Linked DNA regions of Mus musculus: all the other regions are linked to region 2. A link is a contact called in public HiChIP or PLAC-seq data. All regions are on one chromosome and are shown on one strand. Each heading gives the region's core, a stretch centred on a gene start, on an enhancer-like site or on the middle of the called end of the contact. The rest is flanking DNA. Distances are from core to core; before and after follow the strand shown. Region 1 holds the start of Xylt2 (xylosyltransferase II). Region 2 holds the start of Acsf2 (acyl-CoA synthetase family member 2). Region 3 has its middle 3.9 kb from the start of Gm11541.

Region 1 (4,298 bases), core at 1,394-3,893, 76 kb after region 2:
TTAGATTGCATTTAAAACAAGCGGTGAAAGGCTATGCGGGAAAGCTTTGAATACCATCAAGTGTCTCTTTGGGGGTTAGTGATCATCCCAGGTATCCACTCTCACCCCTCCACAGGCCACAGAGTGCTTTCCTTAAATGCTCATTGGCTCCTACTGGGGGGCTTTCCCACTGCACTTACAATAAAACCCACTCAAGTCCCTCACTGTGGTCTCTTGGCCATACAGGATGGAGCCATGGCTGGGGAAAGTGCCTCACCCTCTATCCATTCCCCCGAGGATCCGCAGCTCAGCCCACTCTCCTGAGAACCTTCTGCTCAAACTCTCCTGCCCACCTCTTCCTGAAGGAAGCCTTTCCCAGCCTCCTGCTCTGAGCCAGCCCCCTTGTTATTCAGGCTTCCCTTCTCTGTCTGTCTCTCCCTGTAGACAGTCTGCCCTGCAGGCCAGGACCTCATCCATTCTTGATTTCTGTATTCCCAGTCTGAGTTCCATGCCTGATAGTCGAGAACTTAGCCGTGTGCTGCCCGATGGACTGAATGAATGTATGTCCCAGGGTACACGGCCAAGACAATGTGTTATGTCCTGACAGCTCAGCGGGTATGGAGAAGTCCTGCACGTGTTCACAGGTACTGTTTCATCTGACAAAATCAGTGCTACTACTACCCCAAAAGGGAGAGTGACAGGAGGTGGTCAGCTTGATAGCAGAGCCAGGACAAGGCCTCATAGAGAGCGGTCTCATTTGCATGCTAACCTCCACAAGCACTACACTATCCTGCTTCACAACTCCAATCTGTTGGGGTGGCTGCCAGAACGCCACATTTTGGCCGCTAGGGACCTATCTCCATTCCGGTCTAGGATTCCTTTCTCAGCTTCAGCCAGGTGTGGTGTATGTGTGTGTGTGTCTGTATGTGTGTTGAGTGAAGGAAGATTCCAAATTCTCTTCCCTCTCTTCAGCCAGATGGGTGGGAAAGACTCTAAATTCCCTCACCTCTCTCTGGTTCTCCACCCCTGGCTGTGGGCAGAGCAGCAGGGGCTCAGCCCATTCATTGACTCAAACCACCAGCCACAATGGGCCATGTACTTAGGAGAAGACTCTCTGACATGCCCTTCCCCAGAGTCCTCATCAGCCTGACCCCTCACATAGATGAGGGTCAGAGGGCTCTTCTGCGGCCCACACCATCAGAGATGTCCCAGTTGCCCAAAGAACAAGCTCTTCCTACACAAGTCACAGCCAGCTTCCCCAGGACGGGCTTCGGCGCCTTCTGGAGTCGCTGACGGTCCCAAGTTCCTCCTCTCCTCACCCCCTCAGCATCTTGATTCTCCCCAAAACTGGAAGAGCAGCTCTTCTCCCAGTCTCCACACCAGGTCTTTGGGACTGACCAGGTGCAGGAAGGGAAGGCTTCTAGGCTCCATGCCTTCTTCACCCTACCAGGTAAAGCCCAAAAGGATGTGACAAGAGAGCCTCTGTCCCGAAGCCTTGGAGACACAGGGACAAGGGGGCGGGGGGCAGAAGCAAGAACCCCTAATCTCTGTCCACAGTTTAGGGCTTTGATTTGACTGACCCTCCCCACCTTTCCAGAACGGACCTAGACCCCACTGGACCCCTCCTAACCACACAACCAGGAGGGTGTGTCTGAGTCTGCAACTAAAAGCACCAGTGAAGAGAAAGCAGATCCCTGGGGTCAGGGTCTGGAGCTCACAGCTGCTCCTCCATTACCCCAGAGCCAGAGATGCCTCTTTCCTCCTTTGATGTCCTGAGGCCAACTCAACAGTTCACCTTCCATTCCCATCCCCTCCTGAAGATCCACCAGGGTTCTTCCCTGGCTGAGAAAGCCACGCCTTGAGAACACTTCAGTATTTTTTTTCCCTTGGGGTGACTCCTGTTCACTCTATTCCCGTGTATACACTTTGTCACAGGCCATAATTCCACCCCCTGAGCTCCACTTCACCACCAGTCGCTGCTTCTCAGGCGCAGCTCAACACGAATGCCCAGGGTCCCTTGGCCCCCACTCTTCCGCCCACAGCACGTACACCACCGCCCCCTCCCAACTTCAGAAAGTTTGGCCTGAGGCTCCCCACCTCCGAGCAGGCTGGGGCCCAGTCGCTCCTCCCAGCCCAGATCCCCGAGCCTGACCTTCATCGTTCCCCGGGACGGAGACCATCCCACCATGTCCCGCTCATCCCTTCGCGCCCCCCAGTTCGCCGGCCGCCTCGACCTCCGAGTCACGCACCGCTCCCTCACGCAGCCAGCCAGGCCCTCCAGTAAAGGGAGCGTTGGGGACCGGAGGCTGGGCTCCAGCAGGCTGCCTGCGCCTTGCTCGCACGCGGCCCGTGCCCCACTTGCCTGGCCGGGGCCGCCCGCAGCCCCGCCAGGACCCCGCGCGCCCCCGCGCCCGGCCTGCCCGCCCGCACGGCCGTCGGAGCACCTCGCCCGGCTCGTCCTCCTCCAGGCCGCTGAAGCTCCACACCACCAGGCCCTGCAGCAGCAGGATGGCCAGTGCGGTGGCGATCGCCAGCTTGTAGCGCCGCACCAGCTTCTGCACCCGCGCGCTCGCCACCATCTTCCTGCCCGGGACGCGGGGCGCGCGTCCGGCCCTGCAAACCGGCCGCGGGCGTGCGCACAGGCGCGGGGCCCCGGAGTCCCTCCTCACTCCGCCCAGATGGGCGGGCAAAGGGCGGGGCCCGAGGCCCCACCCTCTCGTGGGCTGGGCGTGGGGCAGTAGGCGGTCCGCTCGTTTCTGTCTCCAAGGTTTGAGTCTTGTGCTTGGGGTCTTTTCCACATCTCTATGAGTGTCTGCCTGTGGAAGAATCATTTCCTGACCGCAAAAGCATTGTCCCGGAGTGCGGAGGATCTGCGGCCTGACCGCTCTGGTGTCGCAGGGCATGGGGGGAGGGGGAGTCAGCTGGCCCCCACCCCTGGGAAATGCTGGCACTCTCAAGACGTGTGAGTACCACCTGCCCTGCCTAAAATCTGAAGGCCGCATCCCTGAAGACAAAGCATAGGCCCTTGACTGACTTCTGAGGCTCTTCACGAAATTGACTTGCCACTCTGCAACCTCTCATCCCAAGCATCCTCAGGCCTCTGCTGGTGTTGTGGCTCTCAACTTCTAGCTTACGTCAGAATCTCCTGGAAGATGATTTAAAAAACAGCGCCAGTTCTCACTCCTGGAGTTTAGAACCTCCGAGAATTAAATTTTTCAACAAGTTCCGCTGCTGCTGCTGCTCTGGGATCACGCTTGGAGACCCACCAGACCTTAGCATATGCTGTTTTCGCTCCACCCCATCAGTGACATCTTGGCTTGTGCCTCGCTAGCACAATTTAAGCATCTGGTGGTAATTTCTCTGCGAACGTGCCTCGTTCGCCATTGAAGCCTTGGCCCTCAGCTTTAAAGCTCAGTAAATGTTAGGAGAGTAGGGAGCTGAGAGAACCCACCTGGTTGACCATACTGCTTTCTGGCGTGTTCAAGAGCCGTGTCCAGTAAGGACTAAACACACCCGGGGCCTCACCTGATCCCAGCAGACCACGGTGGGCAGTGGAAGGAGGTAAGAAGGTGCCTGCCAGAGCAAGGTGACTAGAGGCAACAAAACCCACAGCAGAAACGCTTCACATTTTAAGTAAACAAACAAGCGAGCTATTTGATCCAGTTGCCTTGCTGTGCTACCTGGCCTGATCTGCCTTACACTAGGACTCTCACCAACTTGGTAAAGTATTTATTGTCTACAGTAGCTTTTAATTCTTGACTCTCCCATCATTACCTCCCAAGTGCAAAACAGAAGTTTGTCTTCGTTTGTCTGAGATAGTGTCTCGTGTATCCCAGGCCAGCAAAATACAGCTGAGGTTGACCTTGAACTTCTGATCTACCCGCCTCCACTTCCAGAGTGCTAGGATAACAGGCCCAAGGCATCATAAAGAATTTATACATCCGTGGAATGGAAGGGTGATAAGGTTATAAAGAAGATTTTGGAACCACTGTAAGAGATGGCTCAGTGAGGACCCAAGTTCAGTCCCCAGCACCTACATAAAAAGCCTGGAGTGGTAGTATTTTATTGTAAATCCAGCACTGGGGAGATAGATAGGTGTATCTTTGAGGCTGGCTGGCCAGCCAGCCTGGAGTTCATCTTAAAATCACAAAGTAGGTGGCCTCTGAGAAACAGACCTCTGATATGCATGCACAGCTGCACATAAGACCCCACCTCCACACACACATACATGAAAAAAAATCATATAAATTAAATTGAAAAAAATTTAAAAAACACAATCAATAGGTCTAGGAAAAGAGATTATATCCAAAGAAAAGGAA
Region 2 (4,349 bases), core at 1,280-3,779:
GAAGCCCTCAGAGATCACAGGCCTGAGGGCAGTAAGTGACCTGCTTTGTTTACACAGAAAAATGCCAAAGATCACAAATGTTGGGGTTAGGGTAGTGGCTCAATCAGTAAAGCGACTGCGGTACAGTCAGAAGGAACTGAGTTCGGATCCCCAACTTTCTTTTCTTTTTCTTTTCTTTCTTTCTTTCTTTTCTTTTCTTTTTTTTTTTTTTTTTTTTTTTTCGAGACAGGATTTCTCTGTGTAGTCCTGGCTGTCCTGGAACTCACTTTGTAGACCAGGCTGGCCTCGAACTCAGAAATCTGCCTGCCTCTGCCTCCCGAGTGCTGGGATTAAAGGCATGCGCCACCACACCCAGCTGGATCCCCAACTTTCACACAAAAGCTTGGCACCATGGCTCAGCCACCTGTAACTTCTCAGTGCTAGGGGCTGGGGGACAGAGAAGAAAAAATCCCTAGAACTCACTGGCTAGCCATCCTAGCAGAATCAATGGGTCCCAGGCTCAGTACCCTACCTCAAAATGGTAAGGTAGAGAGAGATAAAGGAAAACACATTTATCAGTTGCCTTCACCTGCACTTAAAACACAAGTGAGGGCTGGAGAGATGGCTCAGCGGTTAAGAGCACCGACAGCTCTGCCAGAGGTCCTGAGTTCAAATCCCAGCAACCATATGGTGGCTCACAACCACCTATAATGGGATCCGATGCACTCTTTTGGTGTGTGTCTGAAGACAGCTGCAGTGTACTCATATTAAAAAACAAACAGCCGGGCGTGGTGGCGCACGCCTTTAATCCCAGCACTTGGGAGGCAGAGGAAGGTGGATTTCTGAGTTCAAGGCCAGCCTGGTCTACAGAGTGAGTTCCAGGACAGCCAGGGCTACACAGAGAAACTCTGTCTCGAAAAAACCTCCCCCAAAAGAAAGAAAGAAAAGAAAGAAAGAAGGAAAGAAAGAAAGAAAGGAAGGAAGGAAGGAAGGAAGGAAGGAAGGAAGGAAGGAAAAACAAAAACAAAAATCACATGTGCATGGAGCCATGAGCCCCTAGGTCTCCTCAGGAAAGAAGGCAGAGGGATGTTAAAGCACTTCACAGGAGCTGAACATGTACTAACATCAGTGTTAGAGTGCTAATTCACATACATACATACATACACACACACACACACACACACACACACACACACACACACACACACCAGTTTGTTTCTTAATTCTCAGAAGGCACTTAGCTCTCAGAACCTGAGAGTTCCAGCCAAAAAGACATCTTCCAACTTGTCCGTCCAACTTCTTCTCAGGGGGGCTGTCTTTTGATTGGGTGCACAGGGTTTATCTGTTTAGCCCCAACTGTCCTGGAATTTACTTCATAGGCCAAGCTGGCCTTGAACTCAGAAACCCTGGCTCTGCCTTAAAGGTACACACCACTACTCTCATCGGCCTTAGTAGTGTCTTTTAAACTTAGTAGTGTTTTCTGAGACATATTCCTCTTTCTGCCGTGCCTCCACTATTCCTTTCCAAGACCACAGCCTGCACAATAATACGGACAACAGGCTTAGTAGTTTGCCCTTCCGTGCGGTAGAGCAGGATAGGCGATGTGCATACCTACTGGACGCAGAGGATACCACCATTCACCTTGTTGCACAGCCAACTCTCCCAGCTTGGCCTTTCCCCAGCAAGCTCCTGCAGTCCCCTCCGTGTCTGGTCATATTAGATTTATTCAGCCAACTCTCTCCTGCCAACCCCTTTCCCAGATCTTGCACTGAAGACAGATGAAAAAATGGGCCCAGAAGTGGTAATGACTGAAAGGAGGAAGGAAGCCGGGCAGTGGTGGTACAGGTCTTTAGTCTCTGCACTCAGAAGGCAGAGTCAGGCAGATCTCTGTGATTTCAAGGCTAGCCTGGTGTACAGAGCGAGTTTCAGGACAACCACAGCTACAGAGAGAACCCTGCTCCAAAAAGTAGAGGAGGTGGTGGAGGAAAAGAAGGAAGGAAAAGAAAACAAAGGAAGGAAAGATCTGTTATACTCAGTGCCCTGTGGACCCCCAAACGGTCCCCACATTTTTCACGGGAGTTAATACAGCTGAGAGAATGCCCTAGCAGTATTCAGCTCTATTCCTCGGGTGTACTGTTAAAAAGCCTCCACTCCTGGCTCTGTGTACCACATGGGACGCATACAGAATTCTGAACTAGAATTTGAACTCAGCCTGGGACTCCTGTGGCTATGAGCAGCAGCCCCAGATCCCGGGCAGGCCTGGCTTTTCCCTTTGCCTAGGTGGTAGGGTAGTGTGTGTGAGGGCTACCCAGAGTGGGGTCAGCCCCTGCCAAGCACTGCAGAACTCCCAAGTTCCCTTCTCGGGACTGCCCAGCCCCCTCTCTTTTCGGAATGCTGCTCGGGGTACCTGAGAGCGCGGACACTCTGCAACTTCGAGTTCGGCCGAGGGCGAGAGAGCAGCGTCCGGGGGCCCCGCGCCCCCAGGCTCGCGATACACAGCCTCCCGAAGCGCAGCATCCCGTGATAGACAGCCATGGCTCGCTTCCGCCGCGGGTCCGGGCCGGGAGTAAACTTTGAAAGTGAACGAGGCGAGGGTAATTAAGAAGCGGACGGGGAGGCGGGAGGGTCGCTCTGCCTATGGGGTGAGGAGGACTGGGTCCCCGCGGGGCGGGGCGGGGCGGGGCGAGGAGAGGCCGGGAAGTGGCGACTCGGTCCTGGCCACCTTTGCGTGGGAACTGCAGCCCTTCAAGCCCGCCCTCGAAGTCCCGCCCTTGTCCCCCCTCCCCCTCCCGGGGCTCCCAAGACCGGCTCTGCAGCACAATACAGGGCCTTCCTGCAATCATCACTCTAACTTTGGAGGGCCTAAGAGTTTCATAAACGGGAAAACAATCAACAGTCTATATAGAGCCAGATGACAATGCCTGGACTGGTTGGTCCCACGTGCCCAGTAGGGCTTGGGTCACGTGGGGACTTCCTGGGTGCTGAGCTACAGGCCAAAGGAATCTGCCCCGAGTGCCCCTGAGGCCTGCCAACTGGAGCAGAGGGCCTCTGGGGAGAGGAAAGGTAGTTGGGACCTACCGCTCTGATGGGTAAACCCCTCTGTATTCGGAGACCTCCGGGGACCAAGGTGCTAGTCTGGCCAGAGGCTAAGAGTCAGCTTTACTTCGACCTTGCATCCTCCCCACGACTCTGAGAAGAGTACCAGGTAGACAAGATTAGGTGGCATCAGGGACGCGTCTGTTGTATCCTACCTTCCCTCTTTCTGCTCTAGCCTGAAGCCTTAAACACAATTTCCTCAGCTGCTCCCCTAGGCTCCAAAGGACCCTGACTTTGTGACTCAACCCTCTAGCTGTGCCCTTAGGAATGTATTCTAACGTCATCCAAGGAGGATGGGTGACAAGATCTACAAGAGGTGAGTGCTCAGGCTGTGCGCTGGGTGTCCAAAGATGAGTACACTAGTCCTCCACTTTCTAGCTCCTCGTTGTCCTGAACGATCTGGGAAAGAAGAGAAGAAAGGCCCCCGGCCGGGTGGCTTCCCTTCTCCTGACTTGGAATGAAGAAAGCCAGGCAGAGGAACAGTTGGCGGAGGGTGGAGGTTAGCCTGGTGAACCTTTGCCTTGATCTGGTTCAGCTGGGGTCATGACTAATACAGCTACTCCTTCTCTGATCTCCAGAGTGACCAGATATCTCTCTCTTTCTCTCCCTCTCCCTCTCCCTCTGACAGCTTTTTGGAAAGAATCTGTGTTCCGTTGGAGAACAAGTCAAGAGGAGAGACTTTGAAAAGCTGGGCTTGAAACGGCATGATGCCCTCCAAATCAAATGTATACAGTGGTTTCAGACAGCCAGGCCCAGGGAGTGAAGGGTGCTGACTGGTATCCCAAGTTCAGGAGCCAAGCCCTGCCTTGAAGGCTTGGTGGATGACCCTGGACAAATCGTTGATTCCTTCTAGATAAATAATTGTCCTGGCAAAGTGAAGGGTACATTCTGGTCCCCGGGACCCTTTCTCTTCCTGACTAGTCTCTGAGTGAGTCTTGGGGGGAAGGGAAGATAAGCCATTCTGCCTGTCCTATGGGCTAGCCTGGGGAAGCCTTTATCGCCTTCCCCTTGTTTCTCTGACTCAGAAATGGACTCATAGACCTGCATGATTCCAGCCAGGGCAATAAAGGTAGGAGAATCAGGAACTCAAAGTCATCTTCAGCTACACAGGGAGTCTGTGGCCACCCTAGGGAGAAAAAAAAGAGACAGACAGACAGACAGACAGACAGAGAAAGGGGCTCTAATGTCAACATGAAGTAGCTTTTTTTTTTTTTTTTTTTGAGACAGGGTCTCATATAGCTCAGGCTGACCTCATCTGTATAAATCTTAGCATG
Region 3 (4,582 bases), core at 512-3,011, 110 kb after region 2:
GCAACTACATGGTGGATCATAACCACCCTGAGATCTGATGCTCTCTTCTAGCACGTCTGAAGACAGCTACAGTGTACTTATGTAAAATAATAAATAAATCTTTGGGCAATCAGGGACTGAGCGAGTGGGGTTGACCGGAGTGAGCAGAGGTCCTAAAACTCAATTCCCAACAGCCACATGAAGGTTCACAACCATCTGTATAGCTACAGTATACTCATTTAAATAAATAAATAAGTAAATAAATCTTTTAAAAAAATTCTTCTACAATACCTGAATACACCCCTCTCATAGATAGCATCTTGAGTTGTTATTAGACCTGGCTGAGTTTTATGGTCTGGTTCATCTAATGTGTTTATCTCTTGAGATAATCATATCTTGTGACATCCCTGGTCACATGGTCACCCAATGTCCTATGGTCCGATGCTGTGAGGATTAATTTTATATGTTAATATGACTCAGCAAAGGAATGCCTGGAAACTGCTGATCATTTTGTGGTGTGTCCATAAGGAAGTTTCTAGAAGAGAAGAACATTTGACAACTGAATGTAGAAGACCCACCTCTACCTACATGGTGATCATTGTCTAGTACACAGAGGGCCAAACAGAAAAAAAGGTAACAAAAGAGGGAACTTTCTCTTTTCTTAACTGGGACATCCATTTCCTGTGGACATTAAAACCTTTATTCTAGGCTGACGAGATGAGTCATTTGCTGCCAAGCCTGGTGACCTGAGTCCAATCCCCAGGATCACATGGTGGCAGGAGACAACTGACTCCTGCAAGTTGTCCTCTGACCTTAATATGTATATGGCCCTTCACCCCACAAATAAATGAATAATGTAATAATTTTTTTAAAAAATTCTGGTTCTTAGCCGGGCGTGGTGGCGCACGCCTTTGATCCCAGCACTTGGGAGGCAGAGGCAGGTGAATTTCTGAGTTCGAGGCCAGCCTGGTCTACAGAGTGAGTTCCAGGACAGCCAGGGCTACACAGAGAAACCCTGTCTCAAAAAAAAAAAAAATTCTGGTTCTTGGGCTAGAGAGATGGCTCAGCAGTTAAGAGCACTGGCTGTTTGCTCTTCCAGAGGTCCTGAGTTCAAATCCCAGCAACCACATGATGGCTTACAACCATATGTAATGAGATCTGATACCCTCTTCTGGTGTGTCTAAAGATGGCTACAGTGTACTCTATGTACAATAAAATAAATAAATAAATATTTAAGAAAAATTTCTGGATTTTGGTGCTTTGTGTGTCAGAATACTGGCAACCCCTCTGAGTCCCCGGTCTACAGCAGCTATGGAGTGAAGACCTCTGTCCCCTGGCTTTCAGATCATCAAATACACAATCATGTCACCAAGTCCCTTGATTCTCCAACTTGTCTTGGGGCCAGCACACCAAGGGATTTCTCAGCCTTAGGAACTGTGAGAGCCAATTCCTAGCTTAAATCTCTTTCCATGTTTCTCTGTGAATAGTGTTGGTTCTGGCTTTTTGTTGTTGTTGTTGGGGGGGGGGGTTATTGGGCCAGTACAGATGCATGCTGGGAACTGATGCTAAACTGATGGTCACACCATCAAGTCACACCCAGGCAGCCACGCTGGGCTCCTCCCTGCTGGTACTTTCTGAACACTTCCAACGGGATCTCTTCCTATCACAGCTGTAGTAGCTACTCTCTCAGTGCTGTGCCGACACACATAATGCTGACTCCATAGTTCAAGGGTCCATCACGACAGGGAAGTCATAGTGTTGTGAGCCTGAGGAAGCTAGTCACGGTGAATCCACAGACAGGAAGTGAGAAGCAGGATTTCCCCTTTCTATGCAGTAGTATCCCAGACACTAGGCATAGCACCATCCACATCGAGGATAAGACTTCACCTCAGACGACCAAGTCAAGATAATTCCTTAAAGACTTTCCCAGTAAATTGTTTCCAGAGTGACTCTAAATCTCATCAAGTTAAAAAAAAATCAAGATTAACAGTCATAATAGATCTCTTTAGAGCTAGAAAATGCTGGGCACTAGATACATAAGGCCTTAAAGGCAGAAGGCATGGCTTGCCACAGAGCATTTTCCTCCTCTGGTCCTGCCCAGTAAGTGGATCAGAAGGAGATGTCAAGCTTGGCCATGGGCTTCCATTATAACAACGGGGGACAGAAAATGAAGCAGTTTCCCCCATTTCTTGGAGGAGCATCCATGCCTGGTCCCTCTGGGCTTCCCTATCATCATGGTTTTTCCACATCTTTACAAGGTTTCTCTCCAGCTCACTTGTTTTACCTAGTGTTTTCTTGAATTTGCCACTTTGCCCTTCTCTGGCTTGAGCAGCATGACACCATCAATAGTGTGATGCATCTGTGCCACTGTGCAGAGACTATGGTCCCTTTGTACCTCCTTCTAACAGAGGACAGGAGTTAGCATCACCAGAGGCTAGACTGCAGAGCTGTGCTGTTGATAATCACCTTACTTGATAGTGAGTGGAGTGGCCCTGGTTAGCTCTTAGTTAGGGTTTCTACTGCTGTGGCCAAACACCATGACCAAATCGACTTGGGGGAGAAAGAGTTTATTCCAGCTTAAAACTCTCAGGCCATAGTTCATCCTCAAAGGAAGTCAGGGTAGGAACTGAAGCAGAGACCATAGAGGAATGCTGCTTACTGACTTGCTCATGGTTTGCTTAGCCAGTCGTCTTCTTCTTCTTCTTCTTCTTCTTCTTCTTCTTCTTCTTCTTCTTCTTCTTCTTCTTCTTCTTCTTTTCCCCCAAGCTGGCCTTAAACTCACAGAGACCCACCTACCTCTGCCTTCCAAGTGCTGAGATCAAAGGCATGTGCTACCACCACCTTGCTAAGCCTGTATTCTTACAGCACCCAGAACCACCAGCCCAGGGCTGGCAATGCCAGCTCACAGTGAACTGGGACCTCTCACACTAATCCCCAAATAAAAAATGCACCATGGGCTTGCCCACAGGCCAATTTGGTGGCAGTATTTTCTCAATTTGGTTACCCCTTCCAGAATGACTCATATTTGTGTCAAGCTGGCATAAAACTAGCCAGCATGTCCTCTTTCTTGATGGGGATGGGGAAGACTGTACTGTCAGCTAAATGGATCATTAATACTGTCTGAGCCAGTATTAATGTGCTCTAACAAAGATAACCCCCAGTACAGCAACAGGGATTGAGGCCAGAGCAGCACTCGGTTTGTTGGAGTTGACCATCATCCTTTTGGGTTGAGATGAATAGGAGGCAATGCTGGAAGTCATCCTCTCAGGGTGCCATTAATCTCTGCAGCCCCCATGGCATGCAGTGTGGGTTTTGACCAGCTGAAGTGGGAAGCAATTCCAACTGCTCACTCTGGTGGCTGTTTCTCTAAAGGCTAAAGGACCAATGGGAGGGTTCAATTACCTCTAGCTGTGTCAATTCTGCTGAAATATTAGACTGTCAGGTGGAGCTGTGGACCTAGCAGATCCTGTGTCAAGCTGTCACAAACTAAGACTTAAGGCTTGACCCTACAAGCTGCATGTGGTGGGGTACACCTTTAATCCCAGCTCTCGGGAGGTAGAGGCAGGTGGATCTCTTTGAGTTTGAATTTGAGTTCCAGGACAGCCACAGCTATGTAACAAAGAGACTGTCTCAAAATAATGAAACAAAATAAGTCTCAACCCCAAACACTTTGTCTTTTTCAGACTATTTATCTATTTTAAGTATATGAGTACACTGTCGTCAAGCACACCAGAAGAGGGCATCAGATCTCATATAGATGGTTGTGAACCACCATGTAGTTGCTGGGTATTTAACTCAGGACCTCAGGAAGAGCAGCCAACGTTCTTAACCACTGAGCCATCTCTCCAATCTAACCCCAGACACTTTGACTCAGACAAGGGGTCATGATGATGATTTAGACCTCTGGGTATCAGTGCCACCTAATAGTCTGAGCCTGCCAGGCATGGTGGCACACACCATTAATCCCAGCACGTGGGAGGCAAAGGCAGGCAGATCTCTGTGAGTTTGAAGCCATCTTGGTCTACAAAGCAAGTTCCAGGGCAGCTTGAAAACCAAAACCAACCAAATAAACTAATACTCTGAACCCCAAAGTTCTCTGATGACTGAGTACTGTGATGTTTTTGAAAAACAATGGCCTCTCCAAGTCCATTTATTTGAATACTTAGTCATCAGGGAATGCCACAGTTTGAGAAGGATTAGGTGTGGCCTTGTTGGAGGTAGGGCATCAATCCCGGTGGGCTCTGAGGTTTCAAAAGCTCACGTGAGGCTCAGTGTTCTCTCTGCCTGTAGATCAGGATGTACCTCTCAGCTAATACTTCAGGGCCATGAGTGCTACCATGCTCATACCATGCTGATAACTAACTAACCCTATGGAATTGTAAACAAACCAACAATTCAATGCTCTCTTTTGTAAGAGTTGCCTTGGTCATGGAGTCTTTTCACAGCAATAGAACAATCACTAAGACAGGTCCTCTTTTCTCTTTCCTTGGTGTATGACTTTCAAGTAAACATCAAGGGTTCCTTGGAAGAGCCAAAGGAACCTTAACCTGTCCATTTGACAAGCGATGCTAGGTATCAAACCTAGGTCCTAATGCTTGCTAAA

Evidence for each region. HiChIP or PLAC-seq counts read pairs in DNA pulled down with a chosen protein or histone mark.
Region 1: an H3K4me3 HiChIP or PLAC-seq map of embryonic stem cells shows a contact between it and region 2, with 5 times the contacts expected there. The contact joins the promoter of Xylt2 here to the promoter of Acsf2 in region 2. A contact is called at or near these places in 1 of 39 promoter capture datasets (embryonic stem cells), 3 of 484 Hi-C or Micro-C datasets (embryonic stem cells, liver and uterus), 5 of 115 datasets of contacts at active chromatin or transcription factors (the 230-238 cell line, the SCID.adh cell line and embryonic stem cells) and 3 of 9 other capture datasets (adipose tissue, liver and pancreatic islet).
Region 3: an H3K4me3 HiChIP or PLAC-seq map of bone marrow-derived macrophages shows a contact between it and region 2, with 2.2 times the contacts expected there. The contact joins the enhancer-like site here to the promoter of Acsf2 in region 2. A contact is called at or near these places in 5 of 39 promoter capture datasets (embryonic stem cells, liver, macrophages and 1 more), 1 of 484 Hi-C or Micro-C datasets (liver), 3 of 115 datasets of contacts at active chromatin or transcription factors (bone marrow-derived macrophages, embryonic stem cells and memory CD8 T cells) and 4 of 9 other capture datasets (adipose tissue, liver, macrophages and 1 more).

The regions. Positions count from the first base shown.
Region 1 is chr11:94,674,850-94,679,147 of GRCm38.p6, forward strand. Xylt2 (xylosyltransferase II) reads right to left here and starts at 2,644. Exons shown (of 11, transcript NM_145828.3): 1 at 2,424-2,644. The coding sequence starts at 2,558.
Region 2 is chr11:94,599,257-94,603,605 of GRCm38.p6, forward strand. It overlaps Acsf2 (acyl-CoA synthetase family member 2), which reads right to left and starts at 2,530. Exons shown (of 16, transcript NM_153807.2): 1 at 2,387-2,530. The coding sequence starts at 2,514.
Region 3 is chr11:94,706,105-94,710,686 of GRCm38.p6, forward strand. No RefSeq gene overlaps it. Among named protein-coding and RNA genes, the nearest start is that of Gm11541, 3.9 kb to the left of the region's middle. Within about 2 kb of position 1,762, at least 8 of the 459 cell types and tissues checked have an H3K27ac peak or open chromatin away from gene starts, as enhancers often do. A contact at or near this core is called in bone marrow-derived macrophages, where this site is marked.